Linked DNA regions of Zea mays: region 1 is linked to region 2. Evidence: chromatin contacts called from public Hi-C data. All regions are on one chromosome and are shown on one strand. The core of a region is the stretch at or near the end of the contact, and the rest is flanking DNA. Distances in the headings are between cores, read along the strand shown.

The links. Hi-C and Micro-C count contacts between places; a contact is called where the count stands out from the background.
Region 1: a Hi-C map of leaf shows a contact between it and region 2, with 4 times the contacts expected there. The contact joins the enhancer-like site here to the promoter of LOC103653801 in region 2. A contact is called at or near these places in 4 of 25 Hi-C or Micro-C datasets (bundle sheath, ear, endosperm and 1 more).

What each region holds. Positions count from the first base shown.
Region 1 is chr4:148,548,124-148,555,231 of Zm-B73-REFERENCE-NAM-5.0, reverse strand. It overlaps the pseudogene LOC103653804. Among protein-coding and RNA genes, the nearest start is that of LOC103653803, 86 kb to the right of the region's middle. Within about 2 kb of position 3,786, at least 9 of the 20 cell types and tissues checked have an H3K27ac peak or open chromatin away from gene starts, as enhancers often do. A contact at or near this core is called in endosperm and leaf, where this site is marked.
Region 2 is chr4:148,254,200-148,261,193 of Zm-B73-REFERENCE-NAM-5.0, reverse strand. It overlaps LOC103653801 (adenosine kinase 2), which reads left to right and starts at 5,237. Exons shown (of 13, transcript NM_001352437.1): 1 at 5,237-5,427; 2 at 5,908-5,961; 3 at 6,167-6,213; 4 at 6,321-6,352; 5 at 6,721-6,822; 6 at 6,926-6,993. The coding sequence starts at 5,342.

The DNA of each region.
Region 1 (7,108 bases), core at 2,537-5,036, 300 kb before region 2:
TCGCCCACGGCGGCGACATCTACGGCGTCACCACCGGCTTCGGCGGCACCTCCCACCGCCGCACCAAGGACGGGCCCGCGCTGCAGGTCGAACTGCTCAGGTGATAAATCAAATCGTATCCGGCATGGCATCATCATTACTACTACTGGTACTGGGTGCATAGTGTATATGGTTTATTAGTTTATTATTACCGCGTAATTAGCCATAGTTAGTGGTAGACCAGATCTGGTAGTAGCCTAGTAGGCCGGGTCTGCTTGGATCGGATCTCTGGCTCTGCTCAGCTGGCCTCGCCAGGCCAGGCGAGCCGTTTTGGCCTACACGGCTACACCCCACCCACCAACAGTCCTCGCTTCAATTCTGAAGCAGACACCTCAGTACTGTACGTACGTACGGGAGCAGTAGGCTAGTAGCACAGTGGACCTGTCACCTGACAGGCTCCATCGGATTTAACCGGTTCTGCATCCTATTGGTAACTGTCTGCCCCCCATAACAACCGGCTCGCAACGGTTGCGTGCCCAGGAACTAGAGTCTAGAAGGGAAGGAAGTTACGGACTTTTATGGGGCGCGTGCACGCACGCACGCCGCTCACATGCGTACCCATCATGCGCCGCCTGGCACGGCTCTGCCGGATGGCATGACCATGAAAGTCTGGAGATTCGGCCGAGGTTTGTAGTCATGTCATGTGGTCGGAGCTTGGGATTGTCATGTACTACACGTAGATCTCTTTTGTTTTTCCCACGTCTGTCAGTCAGGCTGCAACTTGGCAGTTCAGTGACAGTCACGAATTCTGTCGCCATCTATCGTATCGGTCCGTGCTGCTGTCAGACTGACCCACATGCGCCGGCGGCTCCCCCCTTCCCTGCAGGCATCTCAACGCCGGAATCTTCGGCACCGGCAGCGATGGCCACACGCTGCCGTCGGAGGTCACCCGGGCGGCGATGCTCGTGCGCATCAACACCCTCCTGCAGGGCTACTCTGGCATCCGCTTCGAGATCCTCGAGGCCATCACCAAGCTGCTCAACACCGGGGTCAGCCCGTGCCTACCGCTTCGGGGCACCATCACCGCGTCGGGCGATCTGGTCCCGCTCTCCTACATCGCTGGCCTCATCACGGGCCGCCCCAACGCGCAGGCCGTCACCGTCGACGGCAGGAAGGTGGACGCCGCCGAGGCGTTCAAGATCGCCGGCATCGAGGGCGGCTTCTTCAAGCTCAACCCCAAGGAGGGCCTCGCCATCGTCAACGGCACCTCCGTGGGCTCCGCGCTCGCGGCCACCGTCATGTACGACGCCAACGTCCTGGCCGTCCTCTCCGAGGTCCTGTCCGCCGTCTTCTGCGAGGTCATGAACGGCAAGCCCGAGTACACCGACCACCTCACCCACAAGCTCAAGCACCACCCGGGGTCCATCGAGGCCGCGGCCATCATGGAGCACATCCTTGAGGGCAGCTCCTTCATGAAGCACGCCAAGAAGGTCAACGAGCTGGACCCGCTGCTCAAGCCCAAGCAGGACAGGTACGCGCTCCGCACGTCGCCGCAGTGGCTCGGCCCCCAGATCGAGGTCATCCGCGCCGCCACCAAGTCCATCGAGCGCGAGGTCAACTCCGTCAACGACAACCCGGTCATCGACGTCCACCGCGGCAAGGCGCTGCACGGCGGCAACTTCCAGGGCACCCCCATCGGCGTGTCCATGGACAACGCCCGCCTCGCCATCGCCAACATCGGCAAGCTTATGTTCGCGCAGTTCTCCGAGCTCGTCAACGAGTTCTACAACAACGGCCTCACCTCCAACCTGGCCGGCAGCCGCAACCCCAGCCTGGACTACGGATTCAAGGGCACCGAGATCGCCATGGCCTCCTACTGCTCCGAGCTCCAGTACCTGGGCAACCCCATCACCAACCACGTGCAGAGCGCGGAGCAGCACAACCAGGACGTCAACTCCCTGGGCCTCGTCTCGGCCAGGAAGACCGCCGAGGCCATCGATATCCTCAAGCTCATGTCGTCCACCGAGGACATATCTGGTGCACATAGAAGACTGGTGTACATGGTGCACATATTAAATCATTAACACTCATTTTAGATCTAACGTCTCTAGTTGATTATTCAATTTACAAATAACACCTTCCACCACTACACAACACCACGTTGGAGGGTGTCCTTAATAAAATATACCAAACAACTAGAGACATTAGATCTAAAATGAGTAGTGATGATTTAATATGTGCACCATGTGCACCAATGTTCCATGTGCACCGGATATGTTGTCGTCGTCCACCTACATCGTCGCGCTGTGCCAGGCCGTCGACCTGCGCCACCTGGAGGAGAACATCAAGACCTCCGTCAAGAACACGGTGACCCAGGTGGCCAAGAAGGTGCTGACCATGAACCCCTCGGGGGACCTCTCCAGCGCGCGCTTCAGCGAGAAGGAGCTCATCTCCGCCATCGACCGCGAGGCCGTGTTCACGTACGCGGAGGACGCGGCCAGCGCCAGCCTGCCGCTGATGCAGAAGCTGCGCGCCGTGCTGGTGGACCACGCCCTCAGCAGCGGCGACGCGGAGCGCGAGCCCTCCGTCTTCTCCAGGATCACCAAGTTCGAGGAGGAGCTCCGCGCGGTGCTGCCCCAGGAGGTGGAGGCCGCCCGCGTCGCCGTCGCCGAGGGCACCGCCCCCGTGGCCAACCGGATCGCGGACAGCCGCTCGTTCCCGCTGTACCGCTTCGTGCGCGAGGAGCTCGGCTGCGTGTTCCTCACCGGCGAGAAGCTCAAGTCCCCCGGCGAGGAGTGCAACAAGGTGTTCCTCGGCATCAGCCAGGGCAAGCTCGTCGACCCCATGCTCGAGTGCCTCAAGGAGTGGGACGGCAAGCCGCTGCCCATCAACATCAACTAAAAGACGCCAGGCGCCGCCATCCATGCTGCCGCCCGCGCATGGCCGGAGGAGAAGAGGAAAATACATGAAAAAATAAAACTTGTACACGTGTATGTCTCCAGATTGTGCCACCGTCGTTCTCGTCGTTGACTTTTGGTTGTATTGGTCGATCCATATGTGTGTGCGTGTGTGGCGTTGTTCTTTCTTCTTTGTGTAGCTGCCCTGCCACCGCCTGCGATGCGCATGCCATGGCAGGTAGCGTTGTCTAAGATCCTATACTGTTGTATTTTGGGGTGAACTACATCTTACGTGCTCAATTTCTTCTTCTAAGTACCCTAATAGAATGCCCTGCTAGGCTGCTACTGTCTCATCCCGTGAATACTGCGCTAGTGCCAATTGACCGTCGCTAAACTACCAGTCCCAGATGACTGCCGTTTTGCTAATTCAGGGGGCAAGTAGGATGTCACTCCTCTCCCCACCTTCAACACACAAAAAAAACATTCCTTATGATTGGTTGTCTACATACGCACCTACAGGCTTATCCGAGCTTGGCTCATGGGAGACGTAATCTTTCCACGTTTCTGCGCATGCAGGCAGAAAGCCACAAATTGGTATGTGCTGCACCAGCAGATGCAGACCCGCTCGCTCGCGTGCAGCCATCTAAACATGTGCTTATCCAAAGTCAACCCACACATTGCGTTTGGCTGTCAGCACGCATCCAACTAAACACACTGATTAAAACAATATACCCTTGCATAATGATATTGTTGTTAACTTGCTATACCAGCAAAATAAAAATAAAGGCCCTTGCTTAAATAAGGTGTCTAGCGTTTGTGCTGATGATGGCTTAGCTCATAGCCTCATAGTCATACTGGAGGAGCAGACCGCACGGCAGATTGCTTGGCCGTGGCCATGAGATCGCAACGCCTACCTACCGCAAGGGACAAAAGTGATTAAAAAAAGGATTGCAAGCAGCACTGTACTATACTAGGACAACGTCTAAATCGCTCTTGGGTTGTGATCAAAGCCAGCAACTTGACTGGGAAAATGATGCATCCCCCTGCTCTGCCGACCATCGCTACTCTGCTGGTGCTTGGTGCTTGGTGCTGTGGAGCTGTCAGTGGGCATACTAAAATGATGGGATGAGTTAGTAAAGGATCGCTATCCAAATGCTCTTTCACAAATTGTTAGAGTCTTAAGATTATCTACAGTAGATTCCTTATCTCACTCTCTATCTCACTCCTTATTTCAAACATCACTCTACAAACAGTGTAATTTACAGTGCAAAACGGTACTTTGCATAACCGTTTACACAGCCTGCTGAAGATAGCTTAAATAAATTTTAGTTCAAAATGAATAGAAATAGAGCTCGATCCTTAAATTGTATAGTGTTAACACCACTAGATGTGTGAGACGTAGAGGTGTCAACGGGGAACCAAAACTCCATAACCCGTAGGGGAATTCCTTTATTAAGGTTAGGGTATGGGCAGATTTTAATCCCCATGAATATAGATTTGGGAGAAATTCTTTCCCCATTGGGTATGTAGGTGTCGGCGTTTCGAGACCGGGGGTCCCTGGGCCGACGAGTGAAATGTCGCCGCGTGCCCCAGCCCAGATGGGTCGGCACGAGGCCGAGCGCGAAGGGGGGAAAAGGCGACCGGAGACGGGCGTGAGAGAGGTGGAAATCCCGCGTCCTTCGTGTTCGTCCCGCGCCCAGGTCGGGTGCGCTTGCAGTAGGGGGTTACAAGCGTCCACGCGGAAGAGGGAGCGAGCGGCCTCACGCGAGCGCCTGTCTCGTCCTCGTCCCCGCGCGGCCAACCCTCTGTAAGAGGGCCCTGGTCCTTCCTTTTATAGGCGTAAGGAGAGGATCCAGGTGTACAATGGGGGTGTAGCAGAGTGCTAACGTGTCTAGCGGAGGAGAGCTAGCGCCCTAAGTACATGCCATTGTGGCAGCCGGAGAGGTTTTGGCACCCGGTTCGTGTGGTGTCGTGGCCGTCGGAGGAGCGCTGGAGCCTGGTGGAAGGACAGCTGTCGGGGCTGTCGAGTCCTTGCTGACGTCCTCTTGCTTCCGTAAGGGGGCTGAGAGCCGCCGTCGTCAGGGAGCGTGTGGGGCGCCATCATTACTTATCTGGCGGAGCGAGCCAGATGGGACGCCGGTCTTGTTTCCCATAGCCTGAGTCAGCTTGGGGTAGGGTAATGATGGCGCCTCCTGTTGACGTGGCCGGTCCGCGCCCTAGGTTGGGCGATGTGGAGGCTCCTTCGAGGTCGAGGTCGAGTCTATCTTCCGTGGCTGAGGTCGAGTCCGAGCCCCTGGGTCGGGCGAGGCGGAGACCGTCGGCTGAGGCCAGGGCTGAGTCCGAGCCCTGGGGTCGGGCGAAGCGGTGTTCGTCGTCTTCCGGGGCTGAGCCCAAGTCCGAGCCCTGGGTCGGGCGGAGCGGAGTTCACCGTCTTCCGGGGCTTAGCCCGAGTCCGAGCCCTGGGTCGGGCGGAGCGGAGTTCGTCGTCTTCCGGGGCTTAGCCCGAGTCCGAGCCCTGGGTCGGGCGGAGCGGAGTTCCCTATGGTGCCTGAGGCCAGGCCTGACTGCCCGTCAGCCTCACTCTGCCAAGTGGCGCAGCAGTCGGAGCGGCGCAGGCGGTGCTGTCCTTCTGTCAGGCCGGTCAGTGGAGCGGCGAAGTGACTGCGGTCACTTCGGCTCTGTCGACTGGAGGACGTGCGTCAGGATAAAGGTGTCAGGTCACCTTTGCATTAAATGCTCCTGCGATTTGGTCGGTTGGCGCGGCGATTCGGTCAGGGTGGCTTCTTGGCGAAGACAGGGCCTCGGGCAAGCCGGAAGCATGTTCGTCGCTGGAGGGGGGCCTCGGGCGAGACAGAGATCCTCCGAGGTCGGCTGCCCTTGCCCGAGGCTGGGCTCGGGCGAGGTGTGATCGGGTCCCTCGGATGGACCGATCCCTGACTTAGTCGCGCCCATCAGGCCTTTGCAGCTTTGTGCTGATGGGGGTTACCAGCTGAGAATTAGGAGCCTTGAGGGTACCCCTAATTATGGTCCCCGACAGTAGCCCCCGAGCCTCGAAGGGAGTGTTAACACTCGCTTGGAGGCTTTTGTCGCACTTTTTTGCAAGGGGACCAGCCTTTCTCGGTTGCATTACGTTCCGGTGGGTGCGCGCGAGCGCACCCGCCGGGTGTAGCCCCCGAGGCCTCGGAGGAGTGGTTTGACTCCTCCGAGGTCTTAATGCCTCGCGCAATGCTTTGGCTGGTCTGGTCGTTCCCTCATGCGAGCTGGCCGTAGCCCGGGTGCACGGTCGGGTCCCAAGTTCTCGGGCTGGTATGTTGACGCTGTCAACGGTTTGGCCGGAGCCGGGTTTGCGAGAGCAGCCCCCGAGCCTCTGCACAGGGCGAGAGGACGGTCAGGGACAGACTCGACTTTTTTACATACGCCCCTGCGTCGCCTTTCCGCAAGGAGGAGGGGGGGAAAGCGCCATGTTGCCCTCGGAGGGCGCCGAACATGGTGTCTCCGGTGAGCTGCTGGCGGATAATCCGAGCGGACGTCCGTGCCCCATTTGCTAGGGGTCGGCTAGAGGCCCAGAGGCGCGCCCAAAAGTACCTGTGGGTGATCTGCCAGACCCGGTCCCCTGTCGACGGGGTCCGAGGGCTCGATGCCTCCCTCTGATGGGATTCCGTTACAAGATCGTTCCCGCTGGTCTCGGAAATGTCCTAGGGTACCTCGAGAGCGCAGCCCGAGCCTTGGTTATGTATCGAACGTACCCATGGTCATCCCTCGCTCTGTGTCTGAGGCGGCTGTGAACCCTTCGAGGGCCAGCCTTCGAACCCCTGATCAGTAGTGGGCGCGGAGCCCGAGTGGCCTGAGGCGGCCGTTGAACCCTTCCGAGGGGTCGGCCTTCGAACCTCTGACCAGTAGTGGGTGTGGAGCCCACGCGCTCTGAGGCGGCTGTTGAACCCCTCCGAGGGGCCAGCCTTCGAACCTCTGATTAGTAGGGAGGCTCGGAGCCTGGTTCCTTCACGGAGAAGGATCCTTTTCGGGGTATCCCCCTTTCCTAGTCCCTGTTGTAAGAGAGAGAAAGAGGAAAAGGAAAAGGAAAAGGATACAAAAATCGAACGACGTGGCGTACCTTTTTTGACGCGGTCATTATGGCGAAGGCAAAGCGTTGCTTGCTTCTCCTGCCAGGGGCGCCGCCTGTCGCGCCGCGGAGTTAATGCGACGGAGCGGGCGGTTCGCGGGGCAGCCGTTGC
Region 2 (6,994 bases), core at 3,988-6,487:
CTCATCCTCGCTATCATCCTCATATTCCTCCTCATCATCGCTTTCGTCTCCACTATCATTGTTAGCAATAAGACATTTATAACTAGTGGAAGACAAACCTGTCGGTGAGGTGGATTCATCGTTTGGTTGCCATTGTTTTTCTTCTCCCTTTGAAAGGTTAGTACCACAAGCAACATAGGGAGTAGAAGTAGTACAATTGGACTCAGAATATTTTATTTTAATTCTAGTCCATAGATCATGAGCATCAACAAATAAATCACTATCACTACTCATGATGGCAAAATAAGCACCTCTAGAAAGAGAGTCAACTAAGATGTTGCAAGCATGGTGATTAAGAGATAGACATCTTAGTTCAGCATTAGAAGGGTTTTTACTAATATTAGAGGGAAAAACACTTCTACTAAAGATCTGTCTCAAATCAGGATCAATATGCATGAAAGCATTATAAATAGAGATACACCAAGATTTATAATTAGAACCATCGCCTAAAAGAAGTTCTAGAGTTATCTCTTGTGACGACATCGTCATCTCCGGACGGCTAAGCCCACACTGGAGAGGCCTAGCTCTGATACCAATTGAAAGTTCCCTATGCCCGGGAACAGGATCTGGATGTCGCCTAGAGGGGGGTGAATAGGCGAATAATAATTATCACTTTATAACTGGAAATTCTTACTCTACTCGAAGGCTGGATCGCAGTGGAATGAAAGACCCTTCGAGTAGGTTGCAGCGGAATTGAAGTTCCTGTCTTAAAATACCCTGCACTTCGAAGACAGCTTGTACCACATATAAACATTGAAGTGCAAGTATAAACAACAAATAAGATAGAGAAACAGCACACAACACAGAGCAGAGCACACAAACACAGGGATTTATCCCGAGGTTCGGCCAAGCCTGAAATGCTTGCCTAGTCCTCGTTGGAGTTAGCCACACCTGGGCTTGGAGTCTATTTCAACTCCTTCCTCTGTTTGCTCAGATCTGTCAGTATGACAGATAGAGCCTTTCACTATGTTGATATTGGTTACAACAACGCTGTGGCTGCTTACAGTCTTCTCGATAGCACTCCGGCAGAGTAACAATGCGCTCAAGACTTTGCTCTAGCTCTCAGCAGCACTTCTCCACTCTCTAAAGCCTTATAGCTTTGCCTCTACACAAACTAGAGAGATATACACGAGAGGGAGAGAGAGAATTGATCCAAATGATGTATACAATTGTTGGATGCACTTGTGTTGTTGTTTGAGGCGCCTAGGGGTCCCTTTTATAGCCCCAAATGGCCTAGGAGCCGTTGGAGCTTCATTTGGAAGCTCCCAGCCTTCCCTGGTTGCGGGTGCACCGGACTGTCCAGTGGTGCACCGGACAGTGAACATTAACGGATCTGATTGGCAGTTTCCTTCTCTGGAACAGCTAGCCGTTGGTGCACCGGACATGTTACTATTCATTGTCTTGTGCACCGGACAGGTCACTATTCACTGTCCTGTGCGCCGGATACAGCTACTATTCACTGTCCTGTGCACCGAACGCAGCACTATTCACTGTCCTATGCACCGGACACAGTTACTATTCACTGTCCTGTGCACCGGACACAGTTACTATTCACTGTCCTGTGCACCGGACAGGTTACTATTCACTGTCCTGTGCACCAGACAACTACTATTCACTGTCCTATGCACCAGCCAACAGCACACTAAGTGATTTTTTCTCCGTTCTTTCTTCGTTTGACTTCAACTTTTGGGAGGATTTTCCTGAGACTTAAACAAACACATTTAGTGTATAATCCAATTGATTTAGTCCTAGAAACTTACATCTTTCTTGTTCTTCTCCTAGCTTTTCTGTTTCTCCTCCAGCAGAGCTCAGAATGGTACTTTCTCTACAGAAAGAGTTAGAGAGCAAACCAAAGCACCAAATTTGTAGTAAGAGGTGTATGCAACATGGTTGAACACTCAAACCTTACATACTTAACCTTTTTCATCGTTTTACTCAATTTGGCATGTTTGAGGTCGATGTTGGACTCTAAACCATTAAGTCAACTTGACTTGATCTAGATTGACATGTCTAAGATCCAACTCCCTTGTTCATTTCTCGAGCTTGATCTTGAGCCTTATGACTTACACCACATAACTGTAGATGTTACCTCATTGGTTGTAAGTCATGTCCTTATGTAGTGATCCTTGATGCACCATAACTCTTAACTCGATCAACCTTGACTTTGCAAGTCTTCTTCTTCACCCCTGGCTTTGGGTTCCTGGTCTCCCTGACCTTCTCCCGTGCACTCGGTACCTCGAAGCTCTTCTTGCCTCCATCCTTGGCTTGATTGGTTGTCTCTGAGTTACGCACACTGAGTCTCACTTAAACAGTGTTCATTATCTATAGATAAATCAGTCTTTGGACCATCACACTTGTTCACTTGTGTTGAAACATGTTAGCTTTGCATTAAGCACCTGTTCAACACTTAGCACACTTGTTAGTCCTTTAATTGGGTTGTCATCCAAACACCAAAACCCACAAGAGAGCTTTCAGTTATGCCACTAGTTGTTTCAATTACTAAAACCTCACATGGGTCTTCCAATCTCCCCCTTTTGGTAATTGACAACAACCATATAAAGATATGAATTAAAATTCAGAACCCCAAGCTAGTACTTCATATAATTATGAGCTACTAACATAGTTTCGATTCATGTTGTTTTCCCAAACATTGTGCACACTATGAAAGATTTGGACATGTTTCACAAACCTTGTCTAATAGTATTAACTCTGCCTACATATGTGCTAGAAGTTTGAATTTGGACTTGCACATATGTTGGTTTTTGGCATTGTGGGAGAAGAATTACTACCATATAATGCTAATGTGTATAGAATAAACTTTTGAAATGTGTATGCCACTTGGAATGCCATTTGGAAACGTTTATTCATCATTTGATATCCATCCTTAGCACTTGGTATATTTATACACGAAAGACACTAGAAACCTTCTTGAGATCAACATTATAGGAAAATTTTCCATATACCACTTGGGGACATCTCTAGATATTACTTGAGGACATATAACATTAAGTTTAGCTAGCGCTTGACCTATACATGCAAGTTCATCAAATAATCAATCAAGTTATATTAAGATTTATCACACAAGCAAGAAAGATACCAATTGTTAGAAATTGATAAAATATGTCTACACATGCAAATTCAAGCAAACACATGAAAATGCATATTTCTAATGCAACAACCAAGTTCATGAGCTTGTTGTCCTTACTTGTGTGATTCATTCTCTCCCCTTTGTCATTTTATCCATTTGCTCTCTAATTCACATCTCTCTCCCTTTAATTATCTTTGTAACCATTCTCTCTCCCCTTTTGTTATTATTTTTCTATCTTTGTATACCATTTTCTCCCCTTTGACATTAATTGCCACAAGGGGTGATAACAGGGTGTATACAATTTAACAAAGCTAGAAGACTACTTGAAGAACTCATTTTGGTGGGGAGAATTGTGAAGAGCATGCAGGATTTTCAAGGCAACAATTGCCTCTGAGATCATCTCAACATAATGGTAACTAAAGTAACTTGTTTTTATTAGCTTCATCATTTTTAGCTTGAGCTAGATTAAGTGCATAAGCATATAACTCGATTTGCCCTTCATAAAAAAAATTGCACACATTTTTCAATGGCTATCTTGTTGAAGTTGAGTTATATACTAGTAGCTCATATTTTAGATAAAAAATAGGTTCACTTACTCATGAACAAGGTATATGCTACCATTAGTAACAAACAAGCATAGAAACAATAGTGTTATGATATAAACAAGCATAGAAACAAACGTGGACTACAAAGCATATAATCAAGTTATATACTCCATGTAGACAACAAGATCATCATGCCCTAAAAATATTTAAAATTTAAACAAAGACCATTCTCCAACAACTCTTTGACGAGCTCTGAAAAAGAAGTTGAACTTCCATGGCGCATGCAACCACATTTGGCTCAGTCAACAACCTGAAATAGCGTGCAGCAGCTGCAACAATTCGCAAGGTGAAATGACACACAACATCTACTATACTGACCTGGTTAATAAAGAAGAAAACATTTTTTGAAAGCAATAGTGTATATCAACAAAGATGTCAAGTAACGCACTTCAGAATCATAGTACTACTATACCGAGCTGGATTCTGAAGGGACCGAATATGACAAATCAAACATGTGTCTAGCCTACCAAAATGGCTAGACAAACAAAAGGTATAGCAGGCCAAAGATTATGTGAACTAACGGTGCGAACCGATGTGAGTGTCTCTGGATTGGAGGCGGGATGGCATCGGGGTCAGGTGTCTGCACCTGGGGCCAGGAGACCAATGGTGAAATGGCGCCTCTATGGATCGGAGGCGGGGCGGGGACGGTGTCGGGCATCTGCACCGGGCCCGGAAGATTGGCAACTGCTCGTGTCAAGAGTGGGTTGTGTCGTCAGCCGTCGGGAGCGAGTGCAGGAGGCCGACCACGACGGCAGCGACCAAGAGGTTGGAGGTGGCGCGCACAACTTTTTTTGTCGCGGGAAACAAAAATACGCAGATAGGGACGACGGTGGGTCGGCCCCAAACCTGTATGAGAATGCTCTGGTTTTGGGGCACCGAACACTTTGGGAGGACAAATCAGTAACTTAGATTGAGTTTTCTCACCTTCATCTTAAAAAACTATTGTTTTGAAAATAGCAGTTGAGGCCTGTTGGAGATGCTCTAACAATCCATAGCAGCTTGAGCACTGATCAAGTGACCAAAATTAGATCATGCTACCGTTTTGTTGGGCCATTTGGGCTAGTTCGTGGTCCACGATGTGGCTAGACATTCCTCATGTGTTTAACTACCTGCCGATTAGGCCCAAAAATCAATATCCCGACTGTTCTCGTATGGTTCAGCTTTTGTGATTGGCCGCAAAGCTGCGAGCCTTTTCACCCCTTTTCGGTGCAAAAGGCAGCGTGGGCACAGCGTGACCCGACTCGAGGAAAAACTGATCTCAAGTTCCGTCCATGCGGTTGGTGGGCGAAAAGGACAAGCGCATCGTTCACCAACTCTGTACTGTAAACCCAGTCCACCCGCCAAACCAACCAAAAGAGGCGGCCGTGCCCACATGTCACGGAAATAATGTAGCATCACCATGCGTACGTCCACCAACCACCGTCGAACACGAGGAGGGTGACAGGTGGGCCATCCGAGGTTTGGGCGAGCCCAACAAAAACCCCTCTTCACCGGTCACCACTTCATCTCGCCCACACGAACTCGAGACCTCGCCCGCCCAAATACAAAAGCCTCAGATCTCAGTGACCAGCGCCGCCGCTTCGTTCGTGTCGAATAGAGAAGAGAGGAAATGGCGGCGAGCGAGGGCGTGCTCCTGGGGATGGGCAACCCCCTCCTCGACATCTCCGCCGTTGTCGATGACGCCTTCCTGGCAAAGTAAGTCGGTCGTCTCTCACCTCTCTCACTCTGATCTGTTTATAGGAATTACTCCTAGTCGTAGTGGTCTGGTTGCTTTCGGCGGTTTTGCGGCCTAGTCTCATCAGATCCGCGATGGAAATGATACCGTTTTGCCTGTGGATTAATCTTAGATGCATGCACGTACGTGCAGCGAAAGGCAGACATCTGCATGGGATTTCGGAGTACCGGTCACTGATCCAAAACTGTTTAATTGTTGAAACGCCATAGCGACCCGCGGGCGTTGTCGCGCGGCGCTGCAATTCATTGCTGCATAGCTATCACTGTTTCCCGTACAATTTTTGCTCTATCATTCTAAATCTCCAAAATTTTTAGTGGTCTACGGTTGGTGGCCTCAATGCCATGGTGATGGTGCTTGATTGTTTTATTACTCGATTTGTAGTTGGGTGTTGTAATTATCACATGATAGATACTGACATACTTCTCTCACCCCTGTTTTAGGTATGACATCAAGCTGAACAATGCCATTCTCGCTGAGGAGAAGCACTCGCCTATGTAAGTATAAGTATCACTGGTGCTTCTTTATGTGTCATTATTTTTGGATGTATTTTTCTTATGTAAGTACATGTAATCACGGAACTTTGAGTTGTCTGTTTAAACTGCAAGCTGCACACTTTAACTTTACTGAGAAGACATTTGCATTCTAATACTTCGTCTTGCTGTATGCTGTTTATCTAATAATAAGGTGCGTTTTTGACAGGTATGATGAGTTGGCTAGCAACAGCAATGTTGAATATATTGCTGGAGGTAATGTTTCTTATAACTTGTATATGCAGTATTGCTGTCCATAAATTATTACGACTTGGTGACTCTTCTGATGGTTTGTATCTTTGTTCTTTTTATTCTTATTACAGGAGCCACCCAGAACTCTATCAGGGTTGCCCAAGTAAGCTCTTAGGCCTCGTTTGGAGACAAAGTACTTCTGGAATATCAAATAAATTCTATGGTTTTGCAAAATACTCTGGTTTTGAAAAGCTTATGGGTGTTTGGATACAACGAAGCCTTATATTTTCTAAAACCATAGTTTTGTCAAAACCGTAGTCTTTTTTTGAGTTTTAGAAACTTCTGACTTCTCTCTTGAACTCTTTTTTTAACCATGTTTTTGTACGTCTTTAGATTATAAAACCACAGCTTCATGATGCCATGGTTTTCTAAAACTGCATCATCGAAACAGGCCTTTTATAATCTACTAAACCGTGAACAACCAAAAACTGTAGTTACATCAGTTTGATGACGGCATGTCCTTGTTTTCAGTGGATGCTTCAAACTCCTGGTGCAACAAGTTACATGGGATGCATTGGGAAGGACAAGTTTGGTGAGGAGATGAAGAAAAATGCTCAAGCTGCAGGAGTTACTGTTAGTTTTAATCTCATCTTCTTCATGCTACTTTAGACAGTAATGTTCTGATTTATTGGCTAATTGACTAATGTGGCCTTGATGTTGGCGCTTACCTACTCAGGCTCATTACTATGAGGATGAGACTGCTCCTACTGGCACATGTGCTGTATGTGTTGTTGGTGGCGAAAGG